Linked DNA regions of Zea mays: region 1 is linked to region 2. Evidence: chromatin contacts called from public Hi-C data. All regions are on one chromosome and are shown on one strand. Each heading gives the region's core, a stretch centred on a gene start, on an enhancer-like site or on the middle of the called end of the contact. The rest is flanking DNA. Distances are from core to core; before and after follow the strand shown.

Region 1 (6,198 bases), core at 1,652-4,151, 260 kb after region 2:
CCTGATTTGGATCTTTGATTGTGTGTGATGGGTTGTGGAGTAATGTCCACAATTACATCTGCATATACATATAGAAAAAATGCTTATAAAAATAACTAGACAAACTAGATTATCCCTCATTAAAGTATCTAGCCTAACAAAATCCATCTCATCTTAAAAGATTCTATCCTACACTCATAGATCCATCTTATCTCAAAAGATCCTAACTTATCCTAATTAAAATATATCTAGCTTAATAAATCCATCTTATCTTAAAAGACTCTGTCTTATCTTAATAGATTCATCTTATCTTGAAAGATTCGTCTTATCCTAACAACTTTACTTATCTCATCCTAAAGTAACAACTAGGATCTAATCCAAAATAATGAGATCTTAGCTAGTCTAATCTAGTCACATAAATATAACTTAGATATGATCTAATGTGACAGATTAATCTAACCTAACAAAGGCTAACCTTAAGTTGAGCTAATCTAATTTAAATTGCTTAACAGGAAAGTTAATACTGATAAAATGGATTAGACTCTACTTCTATAAAATATATTTTAACTTAATTCACTCTGCACTAAGTTAAGAATGACCAACCAACTCGACCAGATGCAACTACCTTAATCATTCGATAGTTGCATAACCCCTCTATTTTAATCTAACAGAGACTCTGACCTACCTGCACCATATAATCCATTCCACCTCAAAAGATTCTAACATATATTAATAATATATATCCTACCCTGGTAGATCTGTCTAACTTAAACTAGTCTAATCTAGTTATATCCAATCTAATCTACCAGCTTGACCTACATATTACCAATTATATACATCATTGTTTTTCCAACTCCGACTTAAAACAAAGTCACCCAACTAAGATTTGACATAATACACTCAACTTATACTAATCTAGATCTTATTCAATCCAATGTGAGTCACTTGACAAGTTAACACTAGTGAAATAAACTAGATCCTACTCCAATAAAGCTAGTTCTCCATCATGCACTTAAACCTAAACTAGTGCATTAAGCCAACTCAAACCGTGAGTACAAGAGCTATCCCAACCAATAGAGTCATGATGGATTGCATAATATGTATGTCCCCACCTAACACCAAACAAACTTTTGATTCATCTTGTAGTCTATCTCACCCATATCTATCTTAATCGTACTCCGCTAACTTCGATGATATACACTAACCTCGAATAAATGAGACCAAGACCGGAGAAGAAAATATCGATAAGGAAGGATAAGCACCAACTCAAGTCTTCAAAGACCAAGCTGGACCATCAGATGAATCAAGACCCTCTATGCATGATGGAGTCTTCCCTTGCCAAAATCTTTCTTTCTTGTACTTATCTTGATCTTTCTCACCCCAACTTTCTTACCAATAGTTAAAACATGATTATAAGCTACCTATGTTATCCTAGTCACCTAAAAGCAATTGAAAACTAGATACAAATCAATCCTTATGTATCCCTTTTCTTACAAATCTCGAGGGCGAGATTTCTGTTAAAGGGGGTAGGATTTGTAAAGCCCTAAAATTTGTATAAGATAAAAATAATAATAATAAAATAAATAAATACATGGATTTACATAAAAGTGTTTTGGGAATTATGTGTTTTCCCTTTTATTTGTGCATACACACTTAAGAGAAATAAAGCAGTCAAATAACAAATAAATAAATATAGGAATAGGCATCTCATGCTAAAGTTTTCTTGTATGTTGCATTTGTATTCAAATGTATGAGACAAGTTTAAGTTTGAAAAAAATAGAATTTAAAAATAGAAAAGGAATTAAGAAAATGAGAGAGGGAATTTTAATAAAACCATTTATTCCTCCCATAAATAAATAATAAGGAAAATAATAAATAATAATATTGAAAATAGTAGGGTTCATATTTATATTAGCATTAATTCTGACACTTGGGACATTTGAAATAGGAATTTTGAATTTGAATTAAATTTGGAGGAAGAACTCTGAAATAAAAAGAGAAGATCAAACCTATCAGCCTCGTGGGCCGAATCCACACCCCTCGGCCCATCTCACTCGCGTAGCCAGCCCAGCTAACTCCCCACTGCGCCGACAGGTGGGCCCCCGAGGCTAGCTTCTCAATCACCACACACGCTTGAGAATGACGTGTGGGACTCGTGCGTAAGTCGCATTCTCGCTCGTCCCTCTGCCTATGGGGCCCACACTCTAGCCTCACCCTAACCCCATGTGCGCTTCGTTCTTCTGGCGCGTGACCCACTGGTCAGCTATATCTCCCCGCCGAGCCAATGACATGTGGGGCCCCAACGACAGAACCATCCCCTCCGCTGCAAGGGTATCGCAACGGATTTGACGCGCCGCCGGCGGGAATCTTGGCCCATCACAACTACCACGTGCATCGGCCGCAACTCGGGCATATAAATCTGTGCGCTCTACCTCGCTTGCAAACTCCGTTTCGAGAGGAAACCATCAACTGGCAAGGGAACCGAGAGACCGTCGCCGAGGAGAAAGAAAGGATTGTCGCCGCCGTGGACCTACTTGTCTATCGGCATTGAAGCTTTGTTAGCCATCCATGGACTCTTTCTGGGACACACGGAAGGGGTTCACAATGTCAACCAGCCAACTCGGTGGCCAGAACCTAGACAATTTCTCATCGGACTTGGGGAGGGGGCGGTGTTTCGCGCCACACCGTGGGCAGGACTCCGAACGCCATAATCCTTGGAGGTAAGCCCACCTTCTGTCTCGCGATCGCCTCCACATTGTTTTGCACCAATCAGGTTGGGTGGTGTGGCCCTCTGTAGCAGTTTTGGCCAACTCTGACTGGCGCGCCGCCGCAGCACCAACGCGCCACCGTCGGACTGGGTAGAGGGAAGAAGATGAACCACGAGCGTCGGATCCAAGTTGGATGGCGTAGATTAGATCCTGGTTACCCCTTCGTTGGTTGAATAGGTGTCGTTGCTTGGAAAGGGAATGCTCAGGATTAGATCAAGTATATAGTAACTCCCGAGCGCCGATCCTAGATCCAACGGTGGTGATTGCGTACCGTTCGGGTTGAAGATATATTTAATCTGAGCCCTCCATATGAAATCACACGGCTCAGAAAGAACCATACCCCTTCACTCGGCCATTTCACAAATAAGCCCCTGCGCTTACTAGAAACTAACCCGCCGTCCACCGTAACTGCTCACTGAGTCTTAGGAAATTTATGTGTTAGCCCCTGTGTTTCTCTGCTATGACGCCCAGTCCAGAGCTCAAGGAAAATTAGATAAATAAATTTAGGAATTGATTTTCAATACACAAATAATTCCAGAAACTGGCATAAATCATATTTAATTCATTTTAGCTTCAAATTGATCCATTCCAGTTGCAATAAGTTTGTTTTAATATTATCTATCATCTAGTGCCTCTGTTTAGCCATGAAACATGAATTAAAAATGTTCCTTTGAATTAATCTATTCTAGGTGCTTAATAACTTCAGAAATTCATAACTTGGTAACCGTAACTACGAATTTAGTAATTCTTGTTCCTACGATCTCGTTACGCAGCGTAGAATATTATTATGCATTCTGTTCTACTGTTTGGTGTGAGGTTAATTTTGCATATACCATGTTTGTCTATATTGCTACGTTTAGTAGTGAGGACACGTGTCATCTGAAGAGCAAGTTGGTACCTAGAATCTCAAGTCCCAGTCAAGTTGTGCCCTTGATCAATTCTTTTAACACAGTCATGTTCTGATTAATCATAATGATCTGCATAGATTAATTTTGATGGGACCTAATAGGTTACCCTAGTTTTACTATCTTTATACCTTGTTTACCACTGAATTTTTGGGTAGTACCTTCTATTGCTTTATGTGGTTTTGGGTATAGAGATACACATTATTCATGATTATACTTTTATTATCAGTTGTTATTTACTGTTCATGATAAGGTCATTATGTTAATTGGAACATGGAGAACAACCCAGGAAAACAGTGCTACCACAAGGGTGGTATGGGATGCCCTTGGCTGACTAATTAGGAAAGCTAGTGGAGGACTACCTTACCCGAAAGGGGCAAGGGCAGTAGGGGAGTGGTCAGTGTAGGGAGGCCCTTGGGTTGATTTTGCCGCGATGGCGGTCAGACGAGGGGTCCCTTCATTGGAGCTTCCTAGAAACTGTAGCGGGTTTTCGGAAGCTAGTGGAACTTTATAAAGGCCTCGTAGTGTTACCCAATTAAACTACGCATCGTAACAAGATCATGGGTTCGAGAACGGTTGAAAAGATGCATAATAATAATCTACGGTTGAAAAGATATGATTTTCCAAAGATCTACTATATTATAAATTGATTAATATACAATATATGAGAAAATATATTCCAAATAACTAATCCAACTTTAATCTAGATTATAACTTGATTAGGGATTACTTTTTACTCAGATTATATTTATAGAGAGCTTAACCTAGATTAGTAAAGTTAATCTACTAAATATAGATTGAACACTTTTCTAATTATAAATCTATGGAATATGGTACACATGATATTGCTACTACATAGAAAATATTTTTAGGAAGCTAACGCAACTGGAACAGATCAAATCGGAGTTAAAACATAGAAGATACAGATTTCCAAAGTTTTTTAGGGAATTATTTATATGTTAAAAGTATTTTCTATATTTATTTTATGAATTTCTGAGATTTATGGACTGCGGTTACTAATTTCTAAATGCTCGGGTCAAACTGCAAATTCTAGGGGCTTCATTTAAATCCTTCTTCACTAAACTAGGATGGAGGGTTGATTTGTGAAAAGGGCAGGGGCTCTTATGCAAGGAAACCCGGCTGAAGGGGTATCGGTGTATCATAGCCGCACGGTCTGATCTGGGCGGCCAGGATTAGATCAGGTTGACACTCTAACCGAAGGAACCAGAACCGTCCTATTTAAAATAGAGGCTAGGATCGCATCGGTGGAGGGAGTTCTTTATCTTCAATCCTACCCACTTGATCTTTTCTCAATGGTTCCAATCAATTCCCCGAACCGGTATCTAGTCGTTCAAATCTTCACCGTTGACTAGGATCCAACGACCTGCGGTAAAAGGTCGAAAGGGGGATCGGCCCAGTCTAATCTGGACCGCTGCATTCTGATCCAATGGCAGCAAGGTGTCATCCTCCGCCCGACCGAGCAGCGTGGCGGCGCGCCCGCCCCCACGGCGGCAAGCCCAACGGAGATACTATCGCCACGCGCATCCCCGCACTAACCCCCGATTCCCATGTTCTACACGTTGAATCTGTCTAGGAGAATCCCAAGGAGGATCTTTTACCGGTGATAGGCGACAAGACAGGGATGGCCGCGGCGTTTCGTGGTGCTGCGGCGGTGCCACAGCGGCGAGCAGGGGACCGAACGAAACATGGGAATCGGGTGAGGTAGATTTTGAGCAAGTCTAGTTTGTAGAGGCGAGTGAGGAAGATTTGTCGATGGCTCGCTTACCTTGGATTATGCAATGTCCAGACCTGGTGCCGATGGGTGGCGGCTCCACCATGGCGTAAGGTTCTGGTGCACGCCGCCCCCATGCCCCGAAGGATGCCGAGCCCATCCATGCACACGCACACGTTCCAATTCATCTTGCGACGCTCACCGACCGCGGTCAGGCTGTCCTGGACACAGATGACATCGACGGCGGCAAACCCCTCCCCTCGGCCTCCCTCTCGATGCCATGCGCAGGTGCGGCAGTATCCCCAATAGTGGTCACGGTTCCGCCTGCCAGCTCTGATGGGTTGCGGGGCGACACAATTGGGTTTTATTGCCAGCCACAAGAGGATCTCGGCCGGGGCATCGGTCGATCAGGAGGAGTCTAGTGGATTAGGTGATTTTGTTGTGGTACATAGATCTGACGAGGACGGCCCACATGGAGGCGAGCGCGAGAGAACAGAGGCGGGAGCTGGGAGATTGGCATGCGACGAGTGGGGTTGGGCCGTTGGGGCATGGGTCCTGCCCGGCAGCAAGCCAGGGTGCGCAACTGAGCGAGAAATGGGCCAAATGGTGGTTGGTGCCGCCCAGAACAAGGTAATTTCTCTTTTCTTTTTTTATTTTCTTTTCCAATTTCAAATTAGATTCAAATTCAAATTTCAAATTGAATTCAAATAGAGTTCAAACTTAAAGTATATTTAAGTGCTCAAAAAAACTCCAACATGTTATACATGGTTTATTTTATTTTATATATCAAATATTTATTTAGTCAAATGAAATA
Region 2 (6,464 bases), core at 334-2,833:
ATGAAGGTCAGTGCTTGCCGAAGGTGGTCGAAAGTGTTCACCGGAGGTGGGCGCCAATGTTGGGGACTTGTTCTCAAATACTATGAGTTAAGAACAAGGCAACACCCAATGTTAAATGTTAATGTCCTTCGTCCTTCGAAGCATTATTTCCCTTAGGATATAATGATCTTTAGACGAAGGTTATGAAGGATATACCTTTATCAATGCGATATATGTTAATATAAGTAGAAGTATATAAAATATAAGAGGCAACATAAACAACCATATAACATTATTAATCCATTCTCATTATATTATTTTGGAAAGACAGAAACAATATTGAATTACAAAAGATACCTTCGGCTTGATAGAAGGTAAAAGTACAAGCGTGACACAAAAGCGAATACCAGTCAGCGTGAACAGTACGAGGGCACTGTTCATCTATTTATAGGCACAAGACGTAGCCTGTGAGAAATTACATTCATGCCCTTTACATTTATTATTGACTTATGGACAACTCTATGAGGACCAGATAGCCTTTTGCCCTTTAAGTCAGTTCCTTTTTCCGCCATTTAGCCGAAGCTCCCCTACGCGTAGCTTCGGAACTACTCCGACCTTCGTCACGATCATGCTTTTAGCCCGAGTCCGAAAGTACCTATTCATATGTCACACTTGGAAGATTTTGTTAAATCACATTTTTGAGGACCTTCGGGGGACGAAGGCTCCCAATAGCTAGGGAATCCTATTAGGTTCCATCAAATTAACCAGAGCATGTCACAGTGATTAACAGGAACGTTATTGGGTAAAGAGAAAAGTGATCAAGGGCACAACTTGCCTTGGACTCGAGATTCCTAGGTACCAAGTTGGTCTTTAGATGACTCGTAACCTCGCTGCTAGTCGTAGAAATACAAACAAACATGGCATAAACAAAATTAAAATTACACCAAACATAAGAACAAACTGCATAATAATGTTCTACGCATTGTAACGAGATCCTAGGTTCGAGAATCACTAAATTCGGAGTAACGGTTATAAAGTTATGATTTTCCGAAGGTTTTAAGTGTTTATTATAAAACAAATAAGGTACAAGATTTTAACCAAAGGTTTCATGGTAATACAAGGTTACTAGATGATAAACAACATTAATATGAGACTAATGCAATTGGAATAGATCAAAAAGGAGTTAAAATGAATTAAATATGAATTAAACAAGTTTCTAGAATTATTTTTATACTAAAAATCCTTTTCTTTATTAATTTCACTCATTTTCTTTAAGCCTTGGGCTGCGGACACTATTTACCAGAAGCTTGGGGTATGTTCTGTAAAAACCCGAGGGCTTGGATTAAACTACTTTATACATAGTGTGGGTCGCGGGTTCATTCATATAAAGAGCAGGGGTTCTTATGCAATTGTTACCTGGCCGAAAGTGTATCGGCGAAGATCAGCCGTTGGATCCAAAATCGATGGAACAGATTAGATCCTCTCTTAAGTGAACCGGTACGCGTTCGCGAACCCTTGGATCTAGATCTAACGGACCACAGCCGATCAGGACACCAGCCATTCGATCCGATCCAACGGTCCCGATCCAATAAACAAAAAGGTATTCTCTGTCTAATCTCGATCGTTCGTTAGTGGATCAACGGCCAAAGGAATTCTTCCCCACCGCACACCAGGGTACGGCGGCGATCTGCCCTCACGGCGGCCGTGTACGCGGCGACGAGCGATTTCGACGACGGCGAGGCTCCCACCGGCTCAGTGATGCCACGGATCGATGCAGCGTGATTTGGCGACTCGCCCCGACTACCCACCAAGGACACATCACCGCCGCACTCTTGATTCTCTAGCAGCGGCACTTTCTATCTCTCTCTACCGGATGCTCTCGCCTTCCCGCGTGTTCTTCGCTTGGGTCGCTACAATGGTTAGATTCCAGGGACGAGGAGATTATGGAGGGGCAGTTTTATATTCCGTATCCAAGGAGAGGCCGATTGGTGTCGAACCGGATCGGGATCCCGTGAACTCTGGTGGCTGTTTCACAACAACCCAGAGCTGTCTTCGATTCAGACTTGAAGGAGACGACCGACGCGTTGGGCCCACATGGCAGTGACGCAGTGAGATCAGTAGGCGAACGGCTAGGCGCGGTCCGCACGCGCATCTGTTAAGCAGAAAAAACAGTACCAACGTCTCCCACGTCATTCGGCGCACGACTTTGGTTAAGCTGACAGGTTGGAACCATATGTCAGGAACCCAGTGCACATGCGCCCCGGACGGCACGGTCTGTGAGGCTGGCGCGCGGGTGAATCATGGAGTCTGGCCGAGCGGGCCTGCATGCTAGCTGTGTAGCATTGGGCCGACCGGAAGTAAGGTGAGGTTGGGCCGAAAGTGAGGTAGCAGGCCCAGCTAGGCTTTTATTTTTTTCTTTTTCCTTTTCTATTTTAATTTCCACATTCCAATTTCAAATTCAAATGAGTTTCAAATTCTATTCTAAATGCAACATCCAAAATATCAGCATGAATGTAAAATATATATTTTTATAAACTTATATATTTATATTAATTATTTTATTCCCTTGTTTAGTTAAAGGCTCAAAAGTGTGATGCACACATTCATTTCATTTTAGGAAAAATATTACTTTTGAATATGTGATCAAATTTTAAGTTAATAAAAATGAGTATCCTTTATTTCACTTATTTAGGGGAAAATAAAATATAATCTTTACTAGGAACCATTCTACTTAAAATTACTTTTAAAGAGTTATATAGTTTACAAAGGGAATAATAATAAAAATATTTCTTCTAATTATTGATTTCAACTTCCTCTTTTGGTTTCAAGGTTTAAATCTAAGTTTTGAACTACACAACTTTTAATAGCACTATTTATTTGCTTTAGGGGAATATACTTTATAAAGAATTATAATTACTATTTAGAAGAATTTTATCTCAAATCTTTTTGGAGAATTCTTTAAATCGTCAAAATGTGATTTTGAGTGTTACAAATTCTACCCCCTTAAAAATAATCTCGTCCTCGATATTACTAAGAAAAGGGATATAGAAGGTTTTGTTTGTATTTCGCTTCTAGTTTTCAATTGGTACCAAACCATAAAGTGTTTTTTAAGACTAACTAGTAGGTGACTAGGATATCATGGGTACCTGATAATCATGTTTTAGCTATTGGTAAGAAAGTTGGGGTAAGAAAGATCAAGATAAGTGTAAGAAAGAAAGATTTTGGCAATGGAAGACTCCATCATGCATAGTGGATGTTGACTCATCTCGTGATCCAGCTTGATCTTTGAAGACTTTAGTTGGTGCTTATCCTTCCTTGATGAGGTTGATCATCTTTGGTCTTCAATCTTGGAGTTACCTTATGAGTTTATGGACATGTAGATAGATGTGGGTAGGATAGGTTTTATGAGATATATCAAAATCTCGGATGCTTTTAATTTATGTCGATCTGTTTGTCACTTGTTCTGAAATGCTGTGAATCAAGAACAAGGCAATAAAATTGTTAAACATTAGGGACTTTCATCCTCTGAAACATTATCTCCCTTCGGATATAATGGTCTTCAGACGAAGGTTACGAAGGATATACCTTCATTGTCAGCAAGAATGAGAGTTTACAAAGATATTATGTATGACATTCATCCATATATTTATTTCATGATAAACATATGGATAAAATTCATGTTACATTGATACCTTTGGCTTGCTTGAAGGTGTTGATGCGAGAGCGATTACAATTCAGCGTGAACAATATGGTGGTACTATTCATCTATTTATAGGCATCGGATGCAGCCCGGGTAAAAATACATTTATGACCTTAACAGTTGTTCATAATTGTAACATAAATCATTAGGGACTAGCTAGTCTTTATCTCTTTGGCTTAGCAACATGCTTGATCTTCGACATTACTTCAAGTCGAAGCTATTAATCTTTGGCGATAGCTTCGGCGTTCATTGCTGTCATTTCCGGGTTATGTCTTTGTCTTGAAGACCTTCGACGGAAGAGAAAACTCCCATCATGAACCTTTGTTCTAGACAAATCTCCTGTAATAATCAACATTATGCTAGAAACAAATGGTTAGTCGTGTTTTTGAGGACCTTCGGAAGAGGAAGGCCCCGAACAGTAGCCCCTCGCAGTATTAGTTTGTTTCCTCGTAACAAATTCAGACTGCGATACGAATGAAGGCCTTTAGCCGAAGGTCCAAAAAAACACCTTCCCTTCGCTAGAATAGTGAATCGTTCTGAATCGTGGGTCCCACCGCTCAGTGGTGTTTTGTTTATATATACAAAGGCTTGCACCACAAATATTTTTCGTGCTATCTAGCTCTTTGTGCTGTGATTGCCATTTTAGCTTTCATCTTTTGCGAGCGCAATTGTTCTTTTGAGCTTCGGCTTTTGTTGCGGCCACCATCGGAATGGCCAAAGACAAGGAGACTGCAGATCCCACACTTGCTGGTTTTTACGAAGCTATGGAAAAAACCAACGTGGAAAAGATAACTGACGAAATGTTGGCTGGGCTATCTGGGGATTCCAGTGATAGTTTCGATGTAGTGAGTGGTAATGAAGATGCCGAAGATTGGCCTTGGAGGCCAAGCCATGTTGTCTTCGGGAAATCAACTATTAAGCAAGGGAAAATTGAAGCAATGAAGGGAAAATACTTCCACGACATATCCATAGTGAGGGCTGGAGGAGAGAACACTATTCCACTTCCTGAAACAGACGAGGTGGTGGTATTTAAAAGCTTTATGAAAGCTGGACTTCGTTTTCCATTGCACAAGATGCTAGTTGAAGTATTGAAGACATTTGAGATATACCTTCATCAACTTACTCCCGAAGATTTGATTATAGTGGGAGTTTTTATTTGGGCCATGAGAAGCCAAGGGCTGGAGCCGAATGCTAAATGCTTTTGCAACATTCAAGAATTATCCTTTCAGACAAAAGCAACTAGGAAGGAACAATATCACAATAACTTCGAGTGCTACAACTTTGTGCCCCGTTCTTATGCGAGGTACCCCGTGCCGACATTCCGAAAGAAATGGCTGGGTTGTTGGATGAAACAATGGTTCTATGTGAAGAATGATATGAGTGATATGGAAGATGTGGAGGGCATTATCCAACGTCCCATACGGTCACGCTTCGGCATTAGGAGGTCGTCCACTACAACTGGGAACGAAGTGCAAGCGTGTATGATGGCCTTTAACACTTTGTGCACCTATATTGGTACCAGGGATTTGGTAGAAGAGCATATTGCTTACAAAGTGTGGCCACTGGTGAATGACTAGGAAATGCTGAAGGAAACTGTTGTTGGCTCCAGCGAAGGTGGCCTAGTTTACTTAAGATACACCTATCCCTATAGAAGTCAATTTGACGAGCCGAATGATGACTGGCACTAGGCTGTTGATGCCACCAACGATGAGCTGTTAGGAGCTTATTCAAGGGCAGAAGACAAAGCCATGAAAACTGCCTTTGGTGCTCGTGACAAGAGGAGGCTGAATAGAGTTTTCGATGTGATTAGATTTTTTTCATCCTGACTATTCCTTTCCTGCCCGAAAACAAGGGTTAAAGAGAAAAATGGCAGCTTCATCCTCATCAGTTGTATCTAAACCGAAAAGAGCAAAGGTACTGACTCGTAGGCCGAAGCCACATCCTTTAGAGAAGACAACTGCAGAGCTTGATATAGAAAAGATAAAGAACACTGAACATGTCTAAGCTATCCCCTTAGCTCCAGAGACAATTCCTGCTGCGGCAGTTGAATCTAGTATTGGTCCGGCAAAAGAGCATCCAAAGCTGGTGAATCCCTCAACCGTAACTGAGTTGCCGAAGTTAACATCTGGTGCAACCACAACGACAATTCCTAAGAAAAGGAGAATGGCCAGCGTTTTGGATGCTGTTTTGAAATCCACGAAGTCGCCAACTCCTGCTTGTGTTGAAGCTTCTAACGAGAAAATTGAAGATGCAAGAGAAGTGGCCACTGCAAGCGCTTCTTCTATTCATGTTGAAGTAGGGCCTTCAGAAGCTGCGCTAGTAGAGCTGGTGGAAGAAAGTCTTCTAGAAAAGCCCACGTCACCTGTTCCTAAAGCACCTCCCTAGGGTGATTTGTACTATATTGTTCGACATGCTTCGAGAAAGCGACTATTAGAAGAGCAGATTGTCGAAGTGCAACAATATGCCAAGGACCTAAAATATGCTCGAGGATCCTTGGAATACGGAGGAAACGATGAAGATGTCTTCCTCTACTTTCTACTAGACAGTAAAGAGATTAATGTTTGTCGTGAGATGATGGACAACATGGGCTATCCAAAACTTGAGCTTGGTCTGTCTATGATGACGAAGGACCAGCTTGCAGATAGCCTCGCCTACAACAGCTTGAAGGTTTGTACACTTTGGCTTCGCATTTGGTAATTTTTGTTGTGGTGAACTATTTTTGTGGAATTCTCATCGTTATTATTTTGTACGTTCTTTGTTTGCAAGGGTCTAATTATTAGTGAAG

The links. A called contact is a pair of places that touch in the nucleus more often than the background predicts.
Region 1: a Hi-C map of endosperm shows a contact between it and region 2, with 8 times the contacts expected there. The contact joins two enhancer-like sites. A contact is called at or near these places in 3 of 25 Hi-C or Micro-C datasets (ear, endosperm and leaf).

Annotation. Positions count from the first base shown.
Region 1 is chr4:91,006,815-91,013,012 of Zm-B73-REFERENCE-NAM-5.0, forward strand. No RefSeq gene overlaps it. Among protein-coding and RNA genes, the nearest start is that of LOC118476926, 73 kb to the right of the region's middle. Within about 2 kb of position 2,902, at least 2 of the 20 cell types and tissues checked have an H3K27ac peak or open chromatin away from gene starts, as enhancers often do. A contact at or near this core is called in endosperm, where this site is marked.
Region 2 is chr4:90,745,853-90,752,316 of Zm-B73-REFERENCE-NAM-5.0, forward strand. No RefSeq gene overlaps it. Among protein-coding and RNA genes, the nearest start is that of LOC100193004, 56 kb to the left of the region's middle. Within about 2 kb of position 1,584, at least 20 of the 20 cell types and tissues checked have an H3K27ac peak or open chromatin away from gene starts, as enhancers often do. A contact at or near this core is called in endosperm, where this site is marked.